5 separate regions of the Zea mays genome follow, and all the other regions are linked to region 5. Evidence: chromatin contacts called from public Hi-C data. All regions are on one chromosome and are shown on one strand. The core of a region is the stretch at or near the end of the contact, and the rest is flanking DNA. Distances in the headings are between cores, read along the strand shown.

Region 1 (3,883 bases), core at 722-3,221, 460 kb after region 5:
CTAAAGAAATAGTAACCATAGCCACACCTGGATGGGGAAACCGAGTTCAACCCTAAAGCTTAAGTTGAGTTGCATGCACTGACCAGTTCAACCCTAAAGCTTAAGTTGATGGGGAAACCGAGAATTTACTTATATTCTAACAATCTCCCTCACGTGGAGACCCCCTCAGACCTCAACGTGGAATAGGTTCGAGCAACAATTATTTTTATTTAATTGCGCTAATCAGGATTCAAGCTAGAGACATCTGACCTTGATACCATATTGAGTTGCATTGCATATACTGACCAGATCAACCCAAAAGCTTAACATGATGGGGGAGAAGTGGACAATTCACTTATATTCCAATAGGTAGGAGTAGGATGAATGGCAAGATATGCAAAAACATACCTTGTTGTTAAAGGACATCAGTACATTTCCACTTCGCTGCACAGCATATCTTGATCCTGGAGTACAAACCATTAGGAAGACAAATTATATAATTGTAGCAAAAAGAAAAGGACAAAAGGAGAATATTTCATAAACAGGAATTGGAAATAGATGTGTCTTACCAATCAACATGTGGATAACAGATCCCAATGAATGTCCAACACCAAACGTTGGGAGATCATTTACCTGTTTAAAATTTCATATACTTAGTACAATGGACAGAATCCTGATTTATTAAGCAGATAGTTTTACTTACAGGCTCATCCAAGTTTCTCAAACACCTGTCAAACTTAAATTGAACTTCATCTGCAATGAAGAAATGGTCAAAGCCGCTCGCATAAGGTGTAGCAATCACCAAAGCTCCCCTAGAAAACGAAAAGATAAATGAGCATTTTTGCAGTGGAAATAGGGAAGCAACTGTATAAGTCATAATGGAAGGAATTGGATTAGATCAGTAGTCAGGTAATGACAGAGTTATCTGTATTTTTTATTCATAGATGAACAAACATAGGAGTACTCCTTAAAGCTCACATGAACAAGTGAGAATATTAGTTTAGCAGTATGCTCCATCGTTTCAGGACATTCGTTTGGCAATGCTTTGTTTGAGAAAACAAGCTCAAAACACATGGAAGTACAACTGTACAACCCAGGTGCGAAAGTTGAGCTAACTCTCTGTACTTTTCATAAAGTTCAGATATTACTCTTCCTCGATGACAAGAAGATCACAAAGCTTAATCATCCAAAATAATAAAATAGCTCATAGGAAACAAACTTGGGTGGTTTGACACTGCTTTTAAACATACCTGTTCGCGAGACACTCGAGGAAGAAGCGGTATGTGATCTGGGGAGCGGCTCCGACAAAAATTCCTCCAACAAAGTGGACAACAAATGATGGCTCCAAGGACTTCGGTCTCAACACCCATGATCCCTAGCATAACAATCAGCACTAATAATCAATACAATCCGGATAAAGTTATAAACACAGAACGCAACTGTAGTGAAGGCTAGAGCCACCGAAACGCACCTCGACTTCGGTCCAATCTCCAGTCGAACCCCAGCCTTCCCGGGACTGCTTTGCCGCCTCCGTGATTACCCTACGCGCCGTCCCCTCCGCAGTGAGATAAGACCGGCGCCAAGGTTCGAGAAGAACAGATAAAACCACAGAATGATCCACTGCCTACCTCTCGATCTGGGAATAGAGCTGTATCGACCCGTCGGAAGGCGCTGCGGAGGTCGGTGGCGCGGCGGGGCGAGGGCCATCTGCGTCTGGAGACGAGCAGCACGAGATGGCGCGCCTCCGCCTCCTGCCCCTCCCAATCGACGCCACGACTCTACCCCGCGACTCCGTGAAGAGGCGCACGGGCGCGGACGACGCAGAAGCCGCGCCGCCGCACCCGTGCATCCGCAAGGCTGACGATGGCGGCTGAGACGCTGCCGCCATCCTTATCATCTCTCCCGCGCCCCCACTCCTCCTGCCACAACTTTAACCGTACGGATTTTTTCTCGTTGCGTCTCCCGCTTCAACCACCAGCTACGAGGGCCGAGTGCGGCTGTCACTCGGAAAGCGGAGGGCGTGCGGCGACTCCGCCTCGTAACGACTGCCGCGAAACGGGAGCCGCACGATGCAACCGATGCGGCGTGCGGATCGTCCGATCCGTTCCCGTTTGCCTTTCTCTGCACACCATCCCGCAGCGCATCGCGCACACCACACCCACTCCAACTATACATGTCCAAACAGCGCGGCTGCCTGTTTAGCCCGAAGTCCGGCAAGTTTTTAGCCCGGTCACGGCCCGGTTAAGATCGTGTCCGGACTAGCACGGTCCGATCCGCGTGCTGGGCTTGGACGCCATATGCGGCCCACGTGCTTTGGCACGGCTCGGTACGGATAATGGATCGGCTCGTTCTCAGCCCGCGCCCCATCTCACAAACTTAATCCAAATCCCCGCGACCCTGCCCAGGCAGCCAGCCAGCCCCAGTTCTACCGCCCCTGTCCCGACTTCGTCTTCGTACGGCTGTGCTTGGCGATTTTCTTCCTCTCGGCTCTGCCTCCGCGTCGCGACGTCGCCTCGGTGCCTGCCTCGGTGCCTCCTCCCACCGTCGACGGCCGACGGCTCACCACCTCCGACGTCTCTGGTGCTCCCTGACTCCCTATCCTCCCTCCCTCTGTCTCCCTATTCCTAACCCTCACCCTAATCCCATTCGGATCTGGTGATTGGTGATGCTCGTTCATCGTTGGTGCTCCTCGCTGGTCGGCTGGTGCTCCTCGCCTCCTCGGATCGAGTTGTAGCTTGACAGCTGGTCGGTTGGTGCTCCGTGCGGTGCAGGTGCGTGTTTCCCTTCCTGATTCTTCACTGTCTCCGGTCCGGTGGTCCGCGGCTCCGCGCCTTGTATGGTCACTGGCTCACTGCCTCACTAGTGCCCCTGCTCCTCGCCTCCTCGGATCGAGTTGTAGCTTGACAGCTGGTCGGTTGGTGCTCCGTGCGGTGCGGGTGCGTGTTTCCCTTCCTGATTCTTCACTGTCTCCAGTCCGGCGGTCCGCGGCTCCGCGCCTTGTATGGTCACTGGCTCACTGCCTCACTAGTGCCCCTGCTCCTCGCCTCCTCGGATCGAGTTGTAGCTTGACAGCTGGTCGGTTGGTGCTCCGTGCGGTGCGGGTGCGTGTTTCCCTTCCTGATTCGTCACTGTCTCCGGTCCGGCGGTCCGCAGCTCCGCGCCTTGTATGGTCACTGGCTCACTGCCTCACTAGTGCCCCTGCTGGCTGCTTGGACATCTATAATTTTGTTCTGTTTTCATTTTCCTCCCATTCTCGCCCTCCTTCTAACCTGTCCGGTTGTCCGACTTTCTCTAGTGCTCGGCTGGTCCTTGCTCGTTGGTCGCTCTGCTCGGCTGCTCCTCGGACCTCGGCTCCGTTCTGTCGTGTCTGGTGCTCTGGCTTGAAAAGGTTTGTTTAATTTTAGCCCTTTAATTCTTGTAATCGTCTGGATAGTTAGATGTACATTTAATTTCATTTTGTTGCCTTGAACCTTGTAGCTGTTGAGGTAGCCGGAGCCGATTGTACGTTGTAGCCGTTGAACCTCCTAGTCGTCGGGCTCGTGTCCGTTGTAGCCGTCGGGCTCATGGACCTTGACGCGGCTGCAGAGGAGGAGGAGCGCAAGCTCGAGGACTATAATGATGTTGAGGATGCTATGTTCTTCATTGGTTTCAGTGAGAATGAGACCCATGGAGATCCTATTCAGATCGATACTGTCGCCAGCTCTGGAATAGGGAATGGCACAGGCTCCACGAGCCTGCCAGAGTTAGTCCCTGATCCTGATGCTGGTGGAAGGAACTCGAACTCAAAGAAAAGGTCCAAGTGCTGGAATGACTTTGATGAATTGACTAAGATTGTGATGGTAAGTGAAAGTCGCCTAGAGGGGGGTGAATAGGGCGAATCTGAAATTTACAAATTTAATCACAA
Region 2 (3,746 bases), core at 440-2,939, 320 kb after region 5:
ACTTGTCTTATTAAGAAAATAGCTTATATGGTTGACCTTCCGAACATAAAAACAAAATTGGTTTATAGAGATTCCCATTATTTCTCCTAGACAATGCTTTAACTCTCTCACATAACTTCATAGTCCGGCTCGTCTAATTAACATAGTGCCCAGCTCACTTGACATAGTGCTTAGATTATGACACGACACGTCACCAAGGAAGTTGCGACACAACCCTTTCTTATTTAAGACCATATCCAGGTTCCAATATGGCGCGTCGTTAGGAGAGTTGCGCTCCAACGGATTTCTTTCAGGTTTCGTCTCCATTAAGATGACAAGGTATAGCGTTGGTTTGAAAGCTATCACAACCTCTTCCTTTACTAGGGTTTGGGACCTGCTATGCTTAGCGCTGCATCATAGCTCAGGACAAAGAAAACTTGTAAAGTACAGATAAGTAAGGTTAATTGTTAAGCTAGTTGTCATTGACTACTGGAGGCAGGCAGGGAGAATATTAAACATCTATAGAAGTAAGGTGTGCAATGTACAACATACATCAAAGCTCTCATGGGACCTGCAACTGTTCTTTTTTATAAAGGAAACTTGCAAATAATAACAGAAGAGTAAATTAAACAGAACCCAGAAACGCTTACCTGCCCTGGACATCCTCCACTCCTCTTATCCTTCTCATGACACAAGATATGCCAGCATTCGCACCAGTCATGACCGCAAAGTTTCGTGCTTGCACCAGGGGTCCACCCGCTAAAGCCTATAATTCAAATTTAAACATTAAATAAAATGCTTGAAGTGGACGATATTTTCCTTTCGTCTGTCCTGGATGTATGACAATTGCGTTTAGACTTTAGAAGCAATGGCCAATCTGTGCAAAGGGACCCTCTGGGATACTTTTACTCATATCGAAAGAAGAGCATTCGCTTTTCGTCCTTAAAGAAAAATGTTATCACATGCATAGAAAAAAAAGAAGCTATTTTGCTTTTGTTTTTGAATAAAGACATAGAGTTTGCTTGCTTCCGGGGCAAACTAAAAATATATCATCTCGACAAAAAGATGCCATAAAGCCAGTTCGTATTTCATATCAGAGATTATCAGTGCCCCATTACGAAAAAAACAGTTAACAATTTCTTAAGATTCTAAAGAAATTCATAATAACATTAATTAAAACGATGCGTTTCGGTAGTTCAGTCTGCAAAACGGTTGCGCATAGAGACCTCAGGCCAGTACCTGCGCTTGCTTGAAGGAGGCCAAGACCTTTGGGTCGGTCCCCGGCGGCGGCGGCGGCACAGGAAGCGCGGCCCCGCCGTCGGGCGCAAGCGTGCCCATGAGCCCGCCGAGCGCGGCGCCCTGCACGGCGCCGACCGCCGTGACCACGGCGGCCTCGACGTGGGTGGGCTGCTTCGCTAGCCACGCCCGCACGCCGGCCTCCAGCGACCTGACGCGGTCGGTCCACTCCGCCAGTGGGTTGGTCATGCCCATGCCCCGCGCTGCTGCCACCTGCGACGATGAGGATGCCATCACCGTCAGCGGCCGCCGCTTCTGGCCCGCCTTTTCCATCTAGCCGACCAAGAACTCTCGCCGCCTCTCCTCGGTGCTTCGCGTCGCTTGTGAAGGAGGGAGCTGCTGCAGGGCTGCTTTATCCCCTCCTGCTCTTGGATGCCCCGCGGGCGCTGCGAGCCCGTCGGCCTCGCCTGAATTGACCAGCACTCGACCTTTTTCCCGTTCCACCAAACCACCCCACAAAATCGCGAGTGTGGATCACATGGGCCGGTTTGTTTGGGCCAGCGATTCGTCGGGCCCGTGTTCAGACGGGGAACTAAAGAACATCCCTTCACGATCAAAGGAAAATGCTCATATTCGGCATTCGGGATCGGGAGACGAACTATCAGCAATGTTGTATCCTTTCAAAATAAATGCACACTACGTTTCCCAAAAAATAGATTTTATTAAATTTAACTGCTAATATAAAAATAATATCAATATTTATATCTCTAAATAAGTTTATTATAAAAATAATTTCATGATCTTTATAATCATATGACAATGCTTACTTCATATGATAAATATTAGTACTTTTGTGTATATATTTAGTTAAATTTTAAAAATTCTAACTCTTTGATAAGGCTTACTTCAACAGGTCAGCTAGATGGGCATCCAAAGCAAAATAGTTGCCGCATAGGTAGTGTAGCGTGTCCACCAGGGAAGGCAAAAGGAGCAACCATTTTGAATAAGATAAAAGAGAAAACCTAAATTGTATGCTAGCAAGGAGGGCAACTATTTTATACCTGTTTCAATGACAGAATAGTCTCACCATTCACCAATCCAATACCAGTACTATTTAGTATAAATATAGAAGATAAAATGGTTTCTCTGTTGAATACACTCACAATTTGGATGACCACCTAAATCATTAGTAACAGCCAAAAGATCGAATGCCTAGCTTCTTTTTGTTGGAGGCAGCCTAAGAGATTTTAGGATAGAGTATATGACTAGAGGTGGTAATGAACCATGATCCAAATTTTTTCACAAATTATTTAAGCCCTTGATTAATTTTAGTTAAATTGAATATAAATAAAGTTTATCCTAATTCGATCCGATCCTTAAATTTTATAGTGTAAAATTTAGAGCTCGTTATCATCTTATATATGATTTCTGGTGGCAAGCGCAAACCTTACAGGGTATCTCGGTGATAAATGACTCAATCAAAATGCATAGACAATTTAGATTTTAGAGGCGTTGAGCTTTTTAGGGCCTGTTTGGAAATGCTGTTTTAAAATACTGTAGTTTTGAGATACCATAGTTTACAATTGTACATGACATAAATACTACGGTATTGCTTTACCACAGTAAAACTGCAGTATTGCTCAAAACCGAGATCTGTTTGGTTTTATTGGAAAAACAAAGTATATGTAGAGAGAAGAGAAGAAAACTGAGGTCTTGAGTGGAGTTTCGAAAACTCCAAAAATACTACAGTTTTGGGTAAACCATGGTATTTAAAACTGAGTTTTGACTGTACAAACCAAACACCTTTTGAGCTCCAATACTATAGTATCATCAAATACCATAGTATTATTTCAAAACTGCAAAAATACTACAATTCCAAACAGGGCCTTAACCTCGCCATGCTTGCACGACAGGGTAGGGTTTTGAGGACAATATACATTCGATATGGTGATTTCTTAGAAGACACAAGTAACGGTTAATGTTTATGGTTATATTTTATACTTCTCATCTTATAAACTTTTAAATATTAAATAAAAGTCTTTTATAAATTGAATATCCAATAATCTCTACTCTCTACTAATCCTTAAGGCAATAGTGTAGACTAGGCACAACCATGCCCCCGCCTCCATCTCGATCGTCCGATTGCCAACCCCGCCTCCATCCCAAACCGTCTGATTGCCTCGCTCCCGCTCCCGCAGCCGCACCCGCCGCCACGGGCACCCGGCCATGCGCGCAGCCGCCCCAACCCTCGCTCTCAGGCGCCGCGGATTCTGCCACCCGCCCCCGCAAACGCCGCCATGGATGTCGGCCGCATTCGCGGATTCTGCCACCCGCCCCCACAAACGCCGCCATGGATGGTGGCCGCATCCTCGACCCGCTGCTCTCGGGCGCCGTGGATTCCGCCTCCCTCCTGCGTTCTCATCCCACTCGGCCCCCTCCTCGCACAGCTAGCCGCATGCCAAGCATGGCGGACCCGCCTCCCCATCCGCACCCTAACCACTTGCTCCTCGTGGCCTCCACCATCCCATTCG
Region 3 (3,599 bases), core at 1,018-3,517, 270 kb after region 5:
GCACACATAAACGAGAGTCTAACGATTAACATTTTTACACGTAGGATGCAATACATGGATGATAAGAAGAAACAACTTAAGACAGGGTTTCTTGACCCGTTGATGATATCCCAAGCTCGCTACAAAGAAGTTGCTCGGAGATATGGAGAAGAATACAAAGACTTATATGATGCTGAATTTGAGAAATTCGTCAAACAGAATCAGAGAAAGAAAATGAAGGTAATGGCGGCATACATTGGACGAGCCATGTATAATCATGTACAACATGGCAAGGACTTAATAATATCTCCGCACCACTTTAAGTAAGTTCTCGACATGGTTTTGAACTATAAATTATGGCAATCGTGATCTTAACATGTGTTTTCGTTTATGTCTATATAGTGACCACTACATTTGTATCATGATCTTTCCAAAGCATGGTAAAGTCGTGGTCTTCGACTCACTGAGAATGGAAAAGGCTACGTATAATGACTTCTTGAAGATTTTAGATAAGTATGATTATTATTGCACACTTGTACTTATTACAACTTAACAAATGTATTCTTAATCTCACAATGCTATTCTTATATGCAGTGCATACCGTTTTTATTGGAAAGGTCTTGGCGGCGAACATCCAGAGGACAAGCCTAATTTGTCAATATCATTATTTCCATATTGTGATAAACAACCTCCGGGTACTGCCCTGTGCGGTTATTATGTATGCGAATGATGTCGTGTCACCTTTCATTACATGGTCAATCGTGAGGATGTAAGTTCGCTATCATTGTCTATGTTGTAATTTTTATGTTATATTGTTGCTCATCACATTACTCTTAGTACTGCTTGCTTTTTGCTTTCATTGCAGGTTCCTAAATCCAAGATCAATGCTGAATGGTTAGAAAGAGATATGGTTTCCGTCGGGGTGGCTAAGGTTATAAAAGACTTGCTTTACTTTATGCGTCGTGAAGTTCTTCATCAACAAAGGCTATTCTACAATACAAATGGAAATTTGCAACAATTCCCAGAACTAAGTTTGTACACGATATCACAGAGTGTTTAAATCTTTAGTTATAAACTTTAGATGTTTAGTTGTCTATGGAACTTTGAGATGTTGAGTTGTTATGCAACTTGATATGTGTATAAATCTGTGTATGATGGATGAATATGTGTATAGAACCTGTTATGGAACTTGATAGATATAAATCTGTGTATGAAATCTGTGTATTATGAATCTGTGTATGGAATATGTGTTTGAATCTGTGTGTTGAATCTGTTATTAATTCTGTATATGAATCTGGAATCTAAATATGAATCTGAAATCTGTATATTGAAATACAGTCGGACTTATATTTAAAACCGCATGTGATGTGTGTCTGTCACAGACGGTTCTTTTAAACTGGACCGCCTGTGATGTGTTTCTATCACAGGCGGTTCTTTTCAACCGGACCGCCTGTGATATGTGTCTATCACAAGCGGTTTTCGATTGACCGCCTGTGATGTTGTTTTACATCACAGTCGGTGCACCACAAGCGGTTCCTGGAACCGCCTGTGTAGAGGCTAACCGGACCGCCTGTACAGAGGTTTACTGTAGTAGTGTTTCTTTCTATGAATATAGGACCTCTATCATACAATGTAATAAAATAGTAAAGGAACGGTTCACTCTATAAATTATTATTTTTTATATTTTATTCTCGAATATTTATATTTTTAAACAAAACACGATAAATAAATAAAATAAAGAGAGAGTATTTTTAAAGTAGCCTTTGTACTACGTTTGGGAGCGAAGGGTTGTTTAAAAACATCCCGCCGCATTGCACGGCCGGCCCCCGGCCTGTGCGACGCAGCCACGGAACGCGTCTCAGTCCACACACGCAGACACCCGTTCGGATAGGCCCCGCGCTGGCAGGCGCGCCGCGCGCTCCGGACCCGAGCCCGACCGGCGAAGAACGCCCAGCGCGGTGGCGTGCGGTCGGAGCGGTGGAATCGAAGCCCTCCTCTGAAAAATCCCTTTCTTCGCCTATCGCACCGCATCGCGTTTCCGATCATCTGTCCCCGCACCGGTTCCCCCATCCTCCCCACCTTCCTTGCGTGCCGCTGCCGCTTCCACTTCCTCAGTTCCCTCTCCCACTCCACTCGATTCTCGATCCCAAGCAGCGGCGCACGGCGCAACTAACCGATATATTTTTCTATATTCGATTGCGTGCCGCTTTACATCCACGCCTTGAAGAAGGTAGGAGAAGCATATAATTGAAAGAAGCATACAATCATACACCGAACTGATCGAAGAGGGGAAAAGGGGACAATCGGGCGATGGAGGCGTGCTGCTGCTCGTCCTCATCGGCGCCGTCGGCGTCCATCCTCGCCGCCGCGCCGGACGTAGCCCTCCGCCGTCGTATCCCCGCGGCGGCGGGAGGGAGGACGCCGGCGCGCCCGCTGCGCGTCTCCGCGGTGATGCTGGCCACCGCGGTCCCGCGGCGGCGCGGACCGGGCGTCATCAGGGCGGTGTTCGAGCGGTTCACGGAGCGGGCGGTGAAGGCGGTGGTGTTCTCGCAGCGGGAGGCGCGCGGGATGGGGGACGACACTGTTGCGCCGCACCACCTGCTGCTGGGCCTCATTGCCGAGGACCGGACCCTCGTGGGGTTCCTCGGTTCCGGCCTCCGCGTCGAGCGCGCGCGAGAGGCGTGCCGCGACGCCCTGGGTAAGGCCGGGCCTGCGCAAGCGGCCACCGGGCTGGCCACGGACGTGCCATTCTCGGCTGCAAGCAAGCGGGTCTTCGAGGCCGCCGTCGAGTTCTCCAGGAACATTGGCTGCAACTTCATCTCGCCGGAGCACATTGCTCTCGGCCTCTTCGACCTGGACGATCCCACCACCAACAGAATCCTCAAGAGGTTGGTGGTCATCTTCTGTTCCATACTCCACTCGGTTAAGAAACTCTCTGCTATTTTCCATCGTTTTTGGTCAGTGGTATATAAATCACAATAATATGGCTAATTAGCAACAAGACACCAACCTTTGTCAGTGCCTAATAACTTGATAAGTAAGCAATCAGGTTCATTTGGAGTGTGACAACAAATGCATTTAGTTACTTGCGACTAGAGCAATCAGGTGACAACAAGCAACATACCAAATTCAGCAGCATGGCAGCTGGAAATGTAACAGCTACCAACCAGTAGCAACGGCTGGATGCAGTTGATCAAATTCTCAAAAGAAACTTGTGTTTGTCGTAGACAAAAGTAGATAAAACCTCCCTGTTTTGCTTTTCATTATTAGTGTGATTTACTGGTCCACTGCATCCGGTGTAGCTTAGGAGCAGATCCAAGTCAGCTAGCAAAACAGGCACTTAAACGTGTCCAAGGAGAGCTTGCCAAAGATGGCAGAGAGCCAGTGGGGTTATCTTCTTTCAAAGTACGTGAGAGGTCTGCCGCGGGAGCTGGCAAGTCTGCAATTGTCAAGTATTCAAATAAAAAGAAAGGTCAGAGGTTGAACTTCTTTATTGGAGTTTATTCCACTATTCTTGGTGGTAGAGCTGATTGTATAAATTGACTTGTTTTATTTGTCATTTCAGAGAAGAGTGCACTAGCTCAGTTTTGTGTGGATTTGACTATGCGAGCAAGTGGAGG
Region 4 (3,939 bases), core at 969-3,468, 360 kb before region 5:
TTTGGTTCAGAAAGCTGAACCTGAAAGACCCTAACACCCCGTTTGGATCATTGGAATTGAATTTATTCTAATAATTGTAATTTTGGCATATATCAATTAAACTAATTCAGTTTTATGAAAATATATCAGTATATTATTATTAGCAAGATGTCAGAGATATTTATGTGCTACATTTTTACTATAGAGGAGTGGATTGAAGATCATGTTGTAAGTTACAGAATACATAAAATCATTTCCCATCCTCCACCTAGGGTGATAATGGGCTCTAAATTTCACACTATAAGATTTAAGAATCGGATCAGATTAGTATCGGGTCCTATTTCTATTCATGTTTGAACTAAAATTTATTTATAGCCCTACCGTTTTGTAAAGAAGCATTTGGATCGCGATCCATTACTACCCTTATCTCCATCCCATGAATTTGAGATAAGCTTATATTAGAATTTTGGAAAGTGGTAGAATGTCAAATTTAAAGCTAAATATGTTATTTTATTAAATAAATTCTAATCCCTCTTAAAAATAAAGGGATCCAAACAGCCCTGAACTATTTTGGAATTTCTCGGCTACAGATGAAATAGAAGACATCCGACCTTTGCGTATAGTGCAGCAACCCATTATTTACTTTATTTGTTTCCACCTACATTCATGTATATCACCCAGTTTACACAAGGCACTCAAGGCCACACCATACCAACTCACAAACAAGTATAGTACTGCTAGCTAGTCTACAGTCTGCGCCGTGCACGGATTCATACTGCTCAGCGCACGGTCACAACTCACCCATGCGCTACGCGAGGAGACCCCTGGCGATGCGGCCGTCTGCGCCCTGGGGAAAGAAGCCGCCGTGCTGGGCGGAGTTACCGGTGCCGTACACGATGCCGAGGATCTCCTCCGGCGTGCGGTCGTAGGCGAGCGACAGGTGGTCGCCGGCGATGATGTTCCCCACGGTCAGCCCCTCGGGCCCCAGCTCGGGCGCCACCACCAGGCCCTCGTCCTTCACGCCCCTCCTCCCCAGCGAGTTCCGGAGGTCCGAGATGCGTGCCGTGATCTCCGCCACCCCGCCGGCATAGCTCGGCACACGCGCCATCCCGCGCTCGTACAGCAGCGTACGGATCACCGCGTCCTGCGCCGACTCCACCGCCAGCAGCCCCGCCAGCAGCTGCGCACACAGATAGTGCATATCAACAGCACGTCAACAGGGCAGGCACAGCCACAGGTACACAGCATGACTGGTAGGAGAGGGATGGCAACGATCGAGTAGAATGTTCATGCGATGCACGCGCGTACGTATGCACTTTAATTACCTTTCTGGCCTGAGGGGTGAGGAGCCTGGGGTTGGCGCCGACGTAGCCGGTGAGGCCGACGTAGGGGATGATGTAGGAGGCGACGAGGAAGTTGAGGCTGTTCTCGTAGGGGTCGAAGGGCGGGTCCAGCGTCGCGTTCAGCGCTTGCTCGATGATCTTGCCGAAGTTGGCCGCGCTGATGTCCAGCAACGGCCTCGGGAAGCCCCTCACCGTCTGCTTGATCGCCCTGCATGGCCGGTCAGGGGCGGTCACAACATTGACTACCATCTGCAATTCCGTTCTCAGGCTGTTGCTGTGTCGGCTGTTCAGTTGTTACCTGAGGTGCCCGACTTCTTGGTAACAGAACTGGGTGGCCACGTCGCGGATGAACGGGGTGAGGGACGCGGACTGGCCGCCGATGGAGGGCGGCCCGCCGCCGGTGAGGTTGGCGTCGATGGCGTCGAGGCCGTACCCCAGAGCGGACCAGCAGAAGAACTCCGTCTCCAGGTACTCCAGGTTCAGCGGGAACTCCAGCAGGTCCACGTCCGACTGCGGCAGCAGCGACCCGGCCGGGGCGCCGAAGAACCCGCGGTAGGCCGGCCGCGCCCACTCGCTGTCCATGTCCTGCGCCTGCGCAAAGGCCCCGCACAGGCAAACCACTGCCGCCGTGGCCACCACGACGACGGACGACAGCGCCGGCGCACCCATCTCCGGCCGGCGGGCGGCTGCGACGGCAATCGAGCGGTGACTAGTATAGTAGCTTTATTTGGCAACGCGCACACGTCACTGCCGTTGCGATTCCTCAGCTGCACGTTTGGCTTGTGCGTGTGTGTGCGGATCGGTGCAAGAATTTATAGGCGATGCGGGCGTGCGCGGTGGCGGGCTGGCGGCGCGACGGTGTCCGATGACGGGACGGGTAGCCGTGGCGCGCCAAGAGCGTGGCGCGCGGAGGAGTACGTACGTACATATCGAAGCCAGCCAGCGACGACGCTAGCTCGTTTGTCGTGGCGCCGTCGTGCATATGGGACAGATTTGTTTCTTTTCGCGAGTTCACAATTGCGAGGCATAAAGATGGTGGTCCATTGGAAGGAAGCAAAGATTTCCTCTTGTTGGTACGGTAGCATGCGTGGATATATGCAAAATGACGAGAACGGAGCAAGTTAATCATGCGTCGTGCACTCGTGCGCTCAAAAAGAAGGGTAGGAAGAGTGTGGAGAAACAAAAGTATGATCTATTCGTACTTGCAAGAAAACATATATCCTTCAAAACATATCTCCAGAGACTAGACTGATAACAAAGATACGAATTTCGCTCATGAAAACAACGGATTCTAAGCTAACCACGCTCATCCCATGTTTTGCTAGGTAATTTGCCATCTTGTTGCAATTTCTTGGACACTACTAAACATTAACTACCAAAGTGCTCGTACGTTGCTACGATTTCCATTTATGCTTAAGTAATACTAGAATATCTGTGTGTTACGACGGCACACCGATCATATTTGATGGTACAGTGGTGCAATAGTTGTATGACACGTGATGGTCCAGTGGCCAGTCGGTGTGATTGACCATCTCCATAAAAATAAAATTAAATTAAAGTGAACCATCTCCACAAAAAAAATTAAAATTAGAGTGGATCCTCCCAAAAAAATAAATTTAAAAATAAAGTGGATATGTATGGCCCACATACCAGATATTAAATTGCAGCTATTACATTTTATCTTATCCAAAAGGTCGAGATAGATATGAGTTGAATAGAAAACCTACCTCTTTTTATAGTTAGCGCGACCGCTTATTCTCCTTTAGCTAGCGATGTAGTACTTGAAAGCATCTAGGCCCCTAGTTGGCTTTAGTGATTAATGACAACGTAATGTTATATGTGACTAATGTGTGTTTTGCAGTCAAATAGTAAGTTAGGTCGCATTACAGGTAGATGTACTACAACGGTGAAAACAATCTCGGAGATAAGAACTCGAAGCGACGACTAAATCGACGAAACACAAAGTGAAGGTCTTCGTATTCCGAGTGTCAAGGAGTTGCGGACACTCGTGATATAGTTAGGTCTTTTATTTTGTTTTAGCCGTACTATAAAGAGGGGTTGTCGATGAGTAGTTTGACCAAGAGAGTTCTAGTGTAGTGTTGGTGCATATTCACACTCCCATATAGTGCAAGGTGACACTCTAGAACATACTCACAAGTTAGAACGAAAACCTATTTGAAAAACAGAAGAAAATAGAAGTTAGGGTTTCTGGCCTTGGGGCACCGGACTGTCCGGTGTGTACCGGACTGTCCGATGCGCCCTCTGTCAGGTGGGCCCAGGGGTTTCCCCGCGCAGAAACACGAGAGCGCAAGGTTCACGAGTTGAATTATAGTGGCGCACAGGACAGCGCACCGGACAGTGACTGTTCACTGTCCGGTGTGCCATCTGCCCAACGGCTAGTTGTCAGAACTAACCGTTGGAGTCGACCGTTGGCGCACCGGTGGCGCACCGGACTGTCCGGTGCGCCCATGCGCAGAACAATGCTGGTAACGGCTAGTTGATAGGTGAGGGCTATTTATACACCCTCCACCCACCATATTCAATGTCTTGTTGCCCACATTTATTCCTGCACATTGGTAGAGCATTGCAAGCACCAAAAGCCTAGTGAGGTGATTAG
Region 5 (3,755 bases), core at 390-2,889:
ATTTTAATCAAGTGTTTATTTCAATGAAAGAGACAGAGAACCAACAAAACATTATTGCTTGATAAGTAGAGTGATTAGGTCATATGGTCGTGCAAAATATTGATTTGCACTATAAATTACACTGTAAAGTTTAAAATAAAAGATATAAATAAGCTGCTCGAGATAACCTTATATGCATTTATGGAGATAAATATGCATTTATATATATGTGTGTGCATGTACTATGATTAAAAATAGATTCTACCTTCTAGTAGGTTATCAGTGTACATAACACGGATCGATAACGATACGCTTGGTAAAAATCTAGGGACCAAAGAAACTAGAATATGCGGGTTCCACTGCCAAATATTATTTTTCACTGTTAAATTGGTGGTTCCTGAATATCCTCTAATTTTTATATCAAAAAACACGCATAGTTATAAAAATGCAGAAACGATTATTCGATGAAAAGTGATAACAACTTCACGTTACATATTCGAGAAAAAAAAACGAAAAGAAAACTTCACGCTGCATATATGGTGGTGTGGCATCAGATCCCGGCCCGGGCTCCAAATGCATTTCACGATCGAAAGGAAAATATTCTAATCGGGGGATAATGAAATGAAATGCCAATATACCGTCGGCATAGGCAACAACACAATCGGATAGAAGTGTGGCAACGCCAAGAACATTGCGTAACGATGCAAGTAGCATTGCGTGACGATGCAAGTGGCCTAGCACTACGTGCTGCATGTTCCGTCGCAAGCACGCACTAGTGAATAGTGATGAGTACTGAGCCAGGATCCACTGAACCGATTCATGAGTCATGACGCAGAGCAGTAATTAAATCTACAATTTTTTCAGTCGGTGACTTCATCTATGCCGTCTACGCAACTCCACGGCCGTTGCAATCAATGTCGCGCGCGGTAGAAAAAAAACGAACTTCTCTGTTGTCCAAACATGGCGAGGAACTCAGTAGGTGGAGAGGTGAATCACCAAAGCAAGAGCTTCAAAGCGACGGGGACCTAACCGCCTAGCCTAGCTACCGTGTCCCTGGGCAGAATTGCCTAGCTTCTTCTACCAGTACCATGTCACCTATCGCGTAGTGGTGATTGAGTAACCAAGCTTGCCCTATTGGTCAAGCCATGCCGTGCTCCACTCAAACAACAAACAATCTCAAAAAAAAGGAAATAAAAACAGAGATGATGCTCGTTATTTTAAGAGAACGCATTCGGCTAGGCCAGCAGGTCGAGTAGACGTATCATGCGCCTGCATACCAACATGGGTGTCACTTCGATCGATCGGACGAGCACACGCAGACGCAACCGATGCCCCCAGCCTAGAATAGACGACACGTTTACAGTTTAGGATTTATTCCAAACTCATTAGTAAAATAGGATCTATAGTAGTAGAATCGTCAACGAAATGAAAAAAGATGGGGGGAAAAGTGATAAGGGTCAATCCGTCCGTACCGCGCGCCGTTCAGGCTTTGAGAACCTATGCTTCTTCCCCATCCGCAGCACCTGTGTGGGTTTCAGGCGAACGTTTCGTAGGAGCAGTTTTATTCATCTTTCAAGTTTCTACGCTGGATTTATTTTTGGACGGAGGGAACAGTGAACGGCGTCGGTGGGGGCGTCGGGATCTGATGAATCGGGAGACGGGACCATCTGCTGTAGCAGGAGGCGCCCCCAGGGATCCAATCAGATTTGGTCCATGTGTGCCCATCGACACTTGTGCCGTGGAGCATGGACTGGACTGGGGAAAATTGGGAACGTCGAGTCGTGCACACAGCCACACTGTGCCACTGGTTCAAGATCATCTCGTGGTTGTGGAGGGAGGAGTCGTTCTCCCTGACAGGATAGAAGGGGTGACGTGACACTAACATCTAAATCCAGGTTGCTCCACTTTTGCATCCGTCCGAGAGACTTCAATCTAGGCTTTATCACTGGATCTTGACTGATCTGCGTTTTCGCAGTCCTCTTTATTTCATGGTGTCGGAGCCTAGAAGACTTTTGTCCGTTGCCGCCGTGTCGCAGTCCGTCGACCGTCGTCGCTCCATCGAGCTCGAGCCTTGTAGCTGCGCTGTGTTTTGGCTTGACACCGACACTGTTGTTGCCAAGCTAGTAGCCTCAGGAGACGAAGGCCGAGAGGTCGATCGTACGAGTGGGCTGGTTAGGACACCCATATGAGGCCACACGATCTACGCTGCAGGGCAGAGGATGCTCTCTGTCGGTTGCCGGTGGCGGTGGGTGCGATCGTACGCCTAGCAGCTCTGCGCCACACGTCTCTGGGCATCTGGCCGGCGCCACGACAGGAAGAGCAAGCAGCAAGATCATATCTTTCTCCAGAGCCTTTCAAAGCTTGTTGACCGGGCCTGCTCTGCTCGCGTCATGACATGTGTGGCTCACATGAAGCTGCCGGACGGGGCACACCACGGGGACGGGGAGGGATGCGTTTCGAACTTTTGATCCGTCGCCGCATGGCGACGAGGTACCCTGGCCTTTAGCTCACGCATCCGAACGATTCCCGCGTCTCGTGTGGGCTCCCCGAACCCGTCGCGGGCCAAGCAAGAAAACCCCGTGGTTTATGGTTTACGGTGTTGGCTTTGCCCAACTGCCCTTTGTGCCGATACATGTGGAGGAACAGGCGCACGCGCACCCGCCGCCCGGCGGTGCGACGGGTGGAACCACCCCAGCTCGTGGCGTCGGGCCGCGGTTCCGGGACTTGTTCCAGGCTCCACTCCACTGGCCCTGATGACGCGGTGCACCGAGCCACCGACCCCAACGACGATCATGAACTGTGAACTAGCTACCCCAACCATTACCCAAAGGCTGGCCAAAACAGACGCGACTGGCTGCCTAGCGGGTCGCGCGCGTGGGAAGGGACGGACACCACGCTCGCGTACTGCAGATGCCAGCGCTCCCGGCCCATCACATGGCAAAAGAGGCACCGCTCGGCACACCACGCGATGGGCTTGTCCCGACGTGGAGAGGCCACCACCGCCCGCTCGCCGAAGCGACGCGACGCGACGCGCGCAGCGCAGAAGCACAGGAGGATCACGCATATGCTTTTTCGGCGTTCCTCTTTGTTTTGCCCTGCAGCTACCTAACATTCTATTCGTACTCCAATTGTTTTCTGAACGCCGCAAAAGGCCAGCCAGATCTCGCCCAATACGACGACCAAACGCTCATGCTCTTCTCCTGTTCCAGACTGGTCAGCCAATAGGACGGGTTGGCATAATATACCGGAAGAGCAAGTGAAGTCATGTATCGTAGGAGAGATACAAGAGTTTTATGTCAGATTTGTGATGAGTTGAAAGAGAGAAGATAAGAGAGAGAGAGAGAACTGGAAAAGTAAAATGGTTTCTTTGTTCGTTCGTTAATTAGGATGTCACCTAAGCAAAATTGTGATGTACCATTAGAATAAAAGAAGAGAGATGAAAAATTGTTTTTTATAAACAAAACTCTGTCTATAGGTAAACTAACATTATAAAGAGATGAGGTAAATTGATGATCAGAGAGAAAAATATATCTGATCAGATAAAAAATTATTTTGTGGATACTACTCCCTCCGATTTTTTTTTTTTACTTTGACGCTGTGCAGTTCAAAATTGATAGAAGCTGGTTCAAAAAAAAAACAAGCGGAGGTAGTATTTGTTATGTATATGGTTTCCAAATGCAGTGCCTATATGACTATAGCTGGTTGATGCAAATACTCCAAGAACATTTGTAAGAGATTAAGTAGGCTACATGTTATTAGTCTAGCGTATCTTAGAT

What was found. Hi-C and Micro-C count contacts between places; a contact is called where the count stands out from the background.
Region 1: a Hi-C map of tassel shows a contact between it and region 5, with 2.5 times the contacts expected there. The contact joins the promoter of LOC100276346 here to the promoter of LOC100193923 in region 5. A contact is called at or near these places in 3 of 25 Hi-C or Micro-C datasets (bundle sheath, endosperm and tassel).
Region 2: a contact with region 5 is called in a Hi-C map of endosperm, with 3 times the contacts expected there. The contact joins the promoter of LOC100284326 here to the promoter of LOC100193923 in region 5. A contact is called at or near these places in 3 of 25 Hi-C or Micro-C datasets (ear, endosperm and tassel).
Region 3: a Hi-C map of ear shows a contact between it and region 5, with 2.5 times the contacts expected there. The contact joins the promoter of LOC100383428 here to the promoter of LOC100193923 in region 5. A contact is called at or near these places in 9 of 25 Hi-C or Micro-C datasets (bundle sheath, ear, endosperm and 3 more) and 1 of 3 datasets of contacts at active chromatin or transcription factors (leaf).
Region 4: a contact with region 5 is called in a Hi-C map of bundle sheath, with 2.2 times the contacts expected there. The contact joins the promoter of LOC100282997 here to the promoter of LOC100193923 in region 5. A contact is called at or near these places in 2 of 25 Hi-C or Micro-C datasets (bundle sheath and endosperm).

The regions. Positions count from the first base shown.
Region 1 is chr2:61,645,470-61,649,352 of Zm-B73-REFERENCE-NAM-5.0, reverse strand. It overlaps LOC100276346, which reads right to left and starts at 1,971. Exons shown (of 11, transcript NR_175984.1): 1 at 1,608-1,971; 2 at 1,451-1,520; 3 at 1,230-1,354; 4 at 683-791; 5 at 549-612; 6 at 388-443.
Region 2 is chr2:61,794,186-61,797,931 of Zm-B73-REFERENCE-NAM-5.0, reverse strand. It overlaps LOC100284326, which reads right to left and starts at 1,689. Exons shown (of 6, transcript NM_001367185.1): 1 at 1,219-1,689; 2 at 630-745. The coding sequence starts at 1,548.
Region 3 is chr2:61,842,096-61,845,694 of Zm-B73-REFERENCE-NAM-5.0, reverse strand. LOC100383428 (Chaperone protein ClpD chloroplastic) reads left to right here and starts at 2,267. Exons shown (of 12, transcript NM_001176079.1): 1 at 2,267-2,867; 2 at 3,282-3,451; 3 at 3,545-3,599. The coding sequence starts at 2,290.
Region 4 is chr2:62,466,352-62,470,290 of Zm-B73-REFERENCE-NAM-5.0, reverse strand. LOC100282997 (desiccation-related protein PCC13-62) reads right to left here and starts at 2,218. Exons shown (of 3, transcript NM_001155901.2): 1 at 1,621-2,218; 2 at 1,305-1,530; 3 at 595-1,159. The coding sequence starts at 1,991. The coding sequence ends at 788.
Region 5 is chr2:62,109,550-62,113,304 of Zm-B73-REFERENCE-NAM-5.0, reverse strand. LOC100193923 reads right to left here and starts at 1,639. Exons shown (of 12, transcript NM_001138995.1): 1 at 1,452-1,639. The coding sequence starts at 1,493.